Regions from separate parts of the Ovis aries genome. Here regions 1 and 3 are each linked to region 2. Evidence: chromatin contacts called from public Hi-C data. All regions are on one chromosome and are shown on one strand. Each heading gives the region's core, a stretch centred on a gene start, on an enhancer-like site or on the middle of the called end of the contact. The rest is flanking DNA. Distances are from core to core; before and after follow the strand shown.

Evidence for each region. Hi-C and Micro-C count contacts between places; a contact is called where the count stands out from the background.
Region 1: a Hi-C map of hypothalamus shows a contact between it and region 2, with 2.7 times the contacts expected there. The contact joins the promoter of MFAP3L here to the promoter of LOC101114249 in region 2. A contact is called at or near these places in 2 of 16 Hi-C or Micro-C datasets (hypothalamus and tail adipose tissue).
Region 3: a Hi-C map of muscle shows a contact between it and region 2, with 4 times the contacts expected there. The contact joins the promoter of NEK1 here to the promoter of LOC101114249 in region 2. A contact is called at or near these places in 2 of 16 Hi-C or Micro-C datasets (hypothalamus and muscle).

What each region holds. Positions count from the first base shown.
Region 1 is chr2:111,166,765-111,169,542 of ARS-UI_Ramb_v3.0, forward strand. MFAP3L (microfibril associated protein 3 like) reads left to right here and starts at 1,390. Exons shown (of 3, transcript XM_042243559.2): 1 at 1,390-1,630. It overlaps LOC121818677 (a long non-coding RNA gene), which reads right to left and starts at 1,259. Exons shown (of 3, transcript XR_006058703.2): 1 at 1,000-1,259; 2 at 520-721.
Region 2 is chr2:111,377,883-111,380,582 of ARS-UI_Ramb_v3.0, forward strand. It overlaps LOC101114249 (histone PARylation factor 1), which reads left to right and starts at 1,280. Exons shown (of 8, transcript XM_027964642.2): 1 at 1,280-1,382. The coding sequence starts at 1,335.
Region 3 is chr2:111,525,300-111,528,018 of ARS-UI_Ramb_v3.0, forward strand. NEK1 (NIMA related kinase 1) reads left to right here and starts at 1,349. Exons shown (of 31, transcript XM_060411063.1): 1 at 1,349-1,756.

The sequences.
Region 1 (2,778 bases), core at 140-2,639, 210 kb before region 2:
CTACCGGCAGGTGAGTGGGCCAGCAACTAGCTAGACAACAGGGGAAAGTGGATGAGGGACTCCTGGACGACGTCTGTAAGGGTGTACAGCCGAGAAGAAGCGTACTGGTCACTGAGCTAGGACATGCGGCTGAGGGGCAACCACAGTTCAGTTTTGCTGGGGACAGGCCGGTGCAAATTCTCACCCATCCTCTCCCAGGCTAAACTCTTCGCGCTGAGGACCGCCAAGGAGCCTGGGCAAGCTCAAGAGCGGGGCTCAGGAGGCAGGGACATTGACGGGAGAGAGAGGCGGGGACCCCAGCACAAGGCAGGGCTCTGAGAAGTACCAGAGTAAGCTTTCCAGGAAGTTCTTTGCCTGTGTGACCTTCCACGACAGGTGGTGTCCCCCAGCACGCTGGCGCTGCCCTGGGACCAGACGAGGGGAAAGTGATGCCACCCCATGTAGGGGATCCCACCATAGCGTAGAATCTGGTGGGCCAGCGCTCCCCGCATCCCACCCCAGACGGGAAACAGGCCTCACCCCACTGATCTGAAGGCATCTCTCTGGGGTCTTTAGTTGACGCCTCTCCAGCCTGCAGACTCTCCTTGCTGGAAGCTCTCCATTCCCGTCCTCTCCTCGGTGACCGTGACCCAAGAAGTTCCCACGCCCACTTCAAGTTCGTCCAAGGTGGCCGAGCGCAGTCCTGCAGGGCTCTGGAGAGTGTGGGGTCTCAGAGGAAGCCCTGTTTGAAGACAAAGAGGACTATCATATTGCAAAATGACCTGAGAGTGAGGACAAGGCCTTAAGGTTTGAAAAACCAGGTGACAATGTCGTGTCCTCGTGCGGTTGTCAAAGATGCTTCCTACCCTGGAGACGGGAATGAAGGGTTCAGGCTTCCTGAAAGAAGAAAACAGCTGAAAGTTCCTGAGCTCATGAAAGTAATGTTAAAATAGGGTTTCTAGGTCTACTCGCTCGTGAGCCAGACCCCCTCCACGCCCGACGCGGCCGCTTCCCGCGCACCTGCGCCCGGACCGCGCACCTGCGCCGCCCCTGCGCGGCCCGACCCAGAGGCCCGGCTGCGTCCAGACGCGGCGGCGAGCGGGCGAGCATGCTCAGTCGGGTCCTGACCCGCTTCTGCGGCCGGGCCGGCGGCGGGGGTCGGCACGCTCGCCCGCGAGGTTCACAGAGGACGGGGAGAGAGCGGCGTGGGGAGAGCCGAGCAGGGTCAGCCTGCCCTCGTGCGGCTCCAGCCCGGCGAACGACGGCCCCCGCGGCGCCGCGAGAAGTCCGCCGCGCCGGGTTTTCGCCGCAGCCCTGGGGGCGGGACCCGGGAGCTGGTGTGGGCGTGTCTGGGCGTGGCCGCCGCGGTGGGGGCGGCCCTAGAAAGAGCCGGGTGCGGGTCCCCGCACCGCGGGGTCCGGCGGGTCTGCAAAGAGGCTCGCTTGCAGAGCGAGGCCGGGCCGCTCAACTTCTGCAGGCGCCTGGGAAAATGTCTTTTCTTACTGAAAAAGCCCCGCAGCGGTCTCTAGAGAAAACTTGGAAACTACAGGTAGTCTAGAAGGAGCTCTAGAATCCCGAGGGCCGGCTCAGAAGCCGCCGGCTGACGTCCCGCTCCTGCGGCTCCTCGCGGCCGCACTGGGTCCCTGCAAGGGTAGGTGCGGGAGCGGTGCAGCGTCGCGAGTCCAGAGCGGGTCCCCAGCCTTGAGGGCGGGAGCCCGGGACTCCCCCGGCACTGCCAAGGCCGCACGGAGCGGGCGCTGGCTGGGGACAGCCGGGCGCGGGGTCCCGCCGCGGGGCCGCTAGGACCGAGGGGCCGCGCCCCACCTCCCGGCCCTGGTCCCACCCCCGCGGGCCGGCCCACCGCCCCCAGCCCCGCCGCTCGCCCCGCCCCGCCGCGCTGCAGCGAAGACCCGGCGGCGCCGCGGCGCGCGCACTGGGCATGCTCCGCCCGGCCGCTCGTCTCCGCTCTGCTCTGCTCGGGGAGGCTGGGCTCCGGGAGGCTCCGCAGCCCGCACATCAGCCGGCGCGGGGGCAGGGACAGCCGCCGAGAGGCTGCGGGCGTCGGCACGGCGCGGCTCCCGGGCTGGCCATGGCGAGGAGCGCACGGCAGCCGCCGGAGTGGCGAGGCGGCGTCAGGTTAGCCGGGTTAGCTGGGCGCCGGCGGGTGGGGCGCGGGCGGTGGGGAGCCCTGCACCGCGTGGTGGCCGAGTCGCCCCGGTCGCGGCCGCGCAACTTTGGGGCGCTGGGGCTGGAGGAGCCCGCGGCTGGGGCTGCGCTCTGGGAGGCGCCCGTGTCCCCGCAGTGGGCTCCAGGGTCGCAAGATGTTACGGGATCCCAGAGCAGCGGTTTGGGGACACCGCATCCCAGGCTCGTGTCTTAGCCCTCCCACGGCGAGGAGCACGGTGTGCACCGCGCGCAGCCGAGGAGCCGGCAGGTCTCGGAGGAAAGGGGACGTCAAGCCACCGCGGGGCCTTCGCCGATTCCGGGCCGCCCGGGTCACCGGACCTTAGTGACCGGGATGAGGGGTGTGCACTGTCCTGGGCCCCGCAGGCCCCGAGTGCTGGCGGCTCATCCTGGTGCCGCAGGAAAGCGGGGAGCTATGTGCTCAGGGAGCCGCCGCCTCCGCTGGAGCTCCCGGAGTTTGTCGCATTTGACTCCATAGCAAGTTGACATCGAATTGCTTCATGGCGTGGAATGAGAAAACGTTTCATCGGCTTAACAAACAGTAATTGCAAAGCCGATTTATTTTAAGCTCGACCATTAACCCGCCTTCCCGTCCAAAAAAAAAAACAAAAAACA
Region 2 (2,700 bases), core at 30-2,529:
CTCCCTGTGTTCCGGTGAAGCAGAGTCCCCTGACTTTCCCTAATTAGGTCCCTTATAATCAACAGATTCTACAAGAAGTCCTTTTTGCCAGGACACACCAGGAATCTGAGTGCCCTAGGGGCAGTGGGCCTTCTCAGCGCTGGTGCTACCATCCAGGGTTGGGACATGCCTTGTCAGGGACTCATTCCTGATTGCTGGAGTCAATGGTTCCCACTTCCAGGGCCTCAGTCTGCTTCAGTAGGAGTGTGGCTGCATCCCAGGACCTGGAATTTCAAGTACATTCTGTCTTGTCTTTTTTATAGTATTTATTTATCTATTTATTTTGACTGCCCCAGGCCTTAGTTGCAGCACATGGATTCTCTGAACTTCTTTAAGACATGCAGGATCTTTAGTTGTAGCATGTGGGGTCTAGTCCCCTGACCAGGTAAGGAACCTGGACCCCCTGCATTGGACCACCAGGGAAGTCCCCCCCCCCCCCCCCCCCCCCCCACCCCCCCCCACCCCCCTGGTCTTTTGTCTGCCGCAGCTCACATAATGGAGTGTTTATCTCAGAGGCTAGATGTGATATCTGTTGTCTTGAAAGCATGAAAAAGATCGGAAATAAATATCCTTTTTAAAACTGTATCTTGGATCAGGAGCTTAAAGTTAGGTGAATCCTAGAATCAATCACTCTCTTAAAGAGTACATAGGAATTCTTGATCTCATTTCCACTGTCTTTTACTAATCTGTTTCATTAACAGTCTATCCCCTAAATAGTAAAAGCAGTGACTTTTAGCTCTAAAAGAGATATTCGTTTCGTAACTGTTATTGTTGCGGTATGTGTTTTCTCGACCTATACTGTGATCAGCTGTACTTTTCTATTGTACTTTTGTTTTCTGTTGTACTTTTGTTTCTATTGTACAAGTTTTCTTGACCTGTACTTTTCTATTGTAGCATTTTATTGGGTCTGAGAACCTTCAAGTATGCAACCCCAACTGCTACAACTGATTTTATGTGTCGCTATATGGTTCTGGAAGTTAACTTTAGAATACTACAGAATGAGGCCTATATATTTCCTTTTACATATAATTTGATAGAAACGTTTTAAAATGCAGTAATTCTTTAAAGGAAAACCATATGCTCAGGTGGGTCAGCCTGCGGAGGGCGCACCTGCCCGGGAGGCGGAGTAGGCGGGGCCTCGGCCACGCGCGTGCTGGGATGCGGGCTGGGGGCGGTGCCTTTTCTCTGTGCGCGCGGCGGCGGGGGGAAACGATTGGTGGCCCCTGAACCGGAAGTGGTTGGCGGCGCGCGGGCTCTCGGAGGGACCGGTTGGCACTGCAGCCTCTCGCTGCAGGATGGTGGGCGGTGGCGCGAAGCGTAGACTCCGCGGAGAGGGGCCGCAGGTACCGCATGGAGGTCCGAGGGCGGCCGTGGGCCCGCGGATCGCGCGGCGCGTTTGTACCCGGCTGGAGGGCAGGCCGCGCGCTGCGGTCGGAGCGGAGAGCGGCGCCGCGCCTCGCCTTTTCGGGTCGGTCGGGGTCGCGCTGACAGCTCAAGGCCGGTTACAGTCGTGGGGTCCAGCCCGGGGGCGGCCACAGCCCGGGGTCCTCGGGGTCAGGTTGGCGCGGTCTGGCGGACCTCCCCCGGGGGGCGGGTTGACTTCGCCCACTCCCCCTACACCACCCTCCCTGTCCCACTGGCCAGGCCGAGCGTAGGAAGCGCCCTGCACCCGCAGGATGGCGTGTGGCGCCCCTCCCGTGGAGCCGACCCCGAAGCGGGTGACTCAGGAGAGCGGTGTCGGGGCGCAGCGCCAGCTCGGTCCGGGGCGCTCGGGATAGGGAAGAGGGGCGCTCACTCGGAGGAGTCGTCTGCTCGGGCTTTCCCTGCTGTCTCACGCGCGTCAGCACTGCAAGCAGGAGAGTCCGGCTGGAAAGAGTAAAGGAGGGTTTCCAAAACTTCCTTCAGCCGCGCTGTCAGCTGGGGTGCAGGTGGTGGCGGGGTCGGGGTGAGACGGTGCCGGAGGGCCAAGTTCTGGGCGGCCTTTGCCCCCGTCCCGCTTTTTAGGAGTACAAGGGTAAATAAAGGATAAAGGCAGCCTTGAGGGGGACAGGTACTACATAGTCCTGAACTCTAGTTGAGAACTGGGGGATCCTGAGCTAGCATGTGAGTTCAGGCAGCGCTGAAACGCTCTTTCCTCGCTTTAAAGGGGCAGTGAACTGCTCTGACAGAGTGTTAGTGTTAGGAAAAAAGCCTCAGAAATGAAGAGGAGTCCACAGAGGCTACGGTTAACCTAATATAGGTAGCAGTTATGTATTCTGTGTTAGCACTGTTCTGTCTGCGTCTACAAATAATTTATTGTCACAGCCTTATGATATAGACCTTTTTTGTAGCTGAGAAAATAGGGCACAGAGGTCAGATAACTCGCCCAAGGTGACAGAGCTGGAAATGGCGAGAGACGAGAATCTCCCTGAGCAGTCTAACCAATATGCAAAACTGCCTTTCACTGAGGTACATTTAAAGGCTCTTCTTTATAACATAGGTTTGCGCCTGTCTTTGAAAGTCTAACCAGAGACTGTTACACAAACGAGGGAGGGTGGGTCAGGGCGTGATGAGTTCCTGCTGTTGCCCTTTTGCAGTTGGAGAGGCAGCATGCAGTGGTTAAGCACCACCCCTGCACCCTGGAGCTGGCCCACCTGGGGTTCAGTGCGGTTCTTCACTTTC
Region 3 (2,719 bases), core at 99-2,598, 150 kb after region 2:
CGAACCTGATCCCTTATTACAGAAAAATCTGTCTCCATCTTTGAAACTCCTGCATTGGAGAAAGGTACTTAGACCACTGAACCTTTCAGTATACCAGTAAGAAACACATATACTCAACAGATGCAAAGGTGTGGAAAACCACATTATACTTATTTGTTTTTTGTTTCTTAATTTTTTCTCTTTAAACCATGTTATATTAAAAATTCAAGACTTAAAAATACTCTTTTGCTTTAATCATTCAAAATATCGTAGGACTAGTCTTGCTTTTTAAAAACATTCTATTTGTTTATTGGAGTACAGTCAGTGTACAATATTACATATGTTTCAGGTGCACAACATATTAAAATTTTTTACAGGTTACATTTCAGTTATAGTTATTAACCAACAATATCTATGTTTCCCTGTGCTGTATAATATGTATCTTTTACTATTTATTGTATACACAGTAGTTGTACATCTTAATCCCGTATCCCTATCGTGCCTCACCTCTCTCCTCACTGATAACTAGTATGAATAGTTTGTTTTCATCAATTTCCTTTTTTTATATTCTCTGCTGCTGCTGCTGCTGCTGCTGCTAAGTCGCTTCAGTCGTGTCCGACTCTGTGCGACCCCATGGACGGCAGCCCACCAGGCTTCCCCGTCCCTGGGATTCTCCAGGCAAGAACATATATTCTCTAGTTTAAATTATTTTCCAGATTCCACATGTGACATCATTACAGTATATGTCTTTGATTTATTTCACTTGTTCTGCTTTTTAAAGCAAAATCAGTTTTCAAAATGTAGCATCCCTGGGCTTCCTTGGTGGTTCAATGGTAAAGAATCCGCCTACCAGTGCAGGAGACGGGGGTTTGATCCTTGGTCTGGAACGAATCCAACAAGCCACAGAGTAATTGGGCCGTGTGTCACAACTATTAAACCTCGTCCAGAAATCGCCGCAATGAGAAGGCTGCACACTGCTCCTGGAGAGTTGCCCCCGCTCTCTCCAACTCAAGAAAAGCCCATGCAGCAAGGAATACTCAAAACAGCCAAATAATTATTAAAAATGTGACATCTCTAACAAAGCTAAATGAGTCCCTTTCCCCTTGCAGTATGTGTGGGACGATAACAGGCTTTACTCCACATCACCTTGCGTGGTGGTCCCGTTGCCGCCTGGCCTCACTCCCAAGAGTGAGGACGCTCCTGTCCCCCTGCGCCTCCCTCCCCTCCTCCCGCAGCCTGCGGCACCTGCCGCGCCCGAACCTCCGGAGCCGGGCCCCGCCTTGGCCCCGCCCCCGAGGCCCTTCCCGGTCGCCCCCGCTCAGCGCCCGCGTCCGCGCGCCGACGTCACATGCCCGCGCCGGGGCGCCCCGCCCGCTGCTCTGCCTCCTGTGAGGTATTGGGGCGTCCTGTGAGGAGTCCTGAGGCGGGACCTCTAAGCGCTTCTCGGCGTCGCCCGCTATCAGGTGTCCGCGTGGCGAGGCGGGAGGACGAACCGTCAAGGAGCCCCCAGACCCAATGCGCCAGCCCCGCAAGGCTGCCGGCAGCCGCCGCTGAGAAGTTGGGGGCGGCACCCGGGGCACTCCCCCTGCCGCCGTTGCCAGGGGCTCGGAAACCGGTTGGTTCGGTCCGGAGACGCGGAGTCGTGCCCCGGGGCGTTGGCCCGGGCGGCGCAGGCTGAGGCCAGATGCGCTTTCCGGACCGCGGAAGGTCGGCTCTGCCTCGCTGAGCCCCGGGGGGAGGCGGCGGCCCGGAAGGTGCCCACGGCCTGAGTCCTGAGGTGAGCGGCGCTCGGGGAGGCGTGACGTGCAGAACTGAGAGGTCGTTCTATTGCGGGAGACCTCGCCCTGACTTCCTTCTGGGGAGGCTGCGGACTCCTGCCCTGAGGTGCACGGAAATAGCCGCATCTCACTGACGTGATAATTCTCTAAGGAACAGCTTCCCTGAGCAATCCTTGGACATTATTAATAGGCGATATAAAAAAGAAAAGCGATAGTGAGCATGGAATTAAAGTAATATTAGAAGTGTTGTTAATCGATAGCAAGTCATTTACGTTGCTTATCTCGTCTCCAGTCTTAAATTGCATACACGGTTTAATTAGAAAACGAGTAGCAGTTAACTGGTTAGCTCATAATCTTGGATTCCACTTCCCGTAATTTCAAACGGTCTACATGTACGGCACTGAAAGTTCTAATACTTTTAGAGTTCATAAGGTTTTTTAAAAAAAAAAACACATATATAGGCCTAATTTTTATTCTTTATTGTAAGATCCACCCCAAAACGTACAGTTTTTTTGTTGTTGTTGCCATGGCAAATTACATCGGAGATAACTTGCAGGATTAAAAATAATTAGCAATCTCTGCTAGCAATGGCCTTGTCTTGTGATGCAGCAGTATTGTAGAGACCATGGAGGGAAGCCATATGTGGAGAGAGTAGTTGTTTCTGTTTTAGATTTGTCTGAAATTAGAGGATCCACAGATCTGTTTCAAGATTGCTCACTTTTTTTTTTTTTTCCTTTGTTGAGAGATAAGGAGCCTAATTTGTGGAAAAATAGGTTTTCGTACAATAAGAGTAACCAATTGGGAGTTTCGTAAAGGTTTTGGAACTTGGCCAGGGGAGTTCTTTTGAGGTCATTTTCATAATGCATTGATACTGTGTTCCAAGTAAATCTTAACTGTAATCCTGTGGACATGGCATCATCTCATGAATATAACCATGTACATGTTCATCCTTTCCTCTAGGG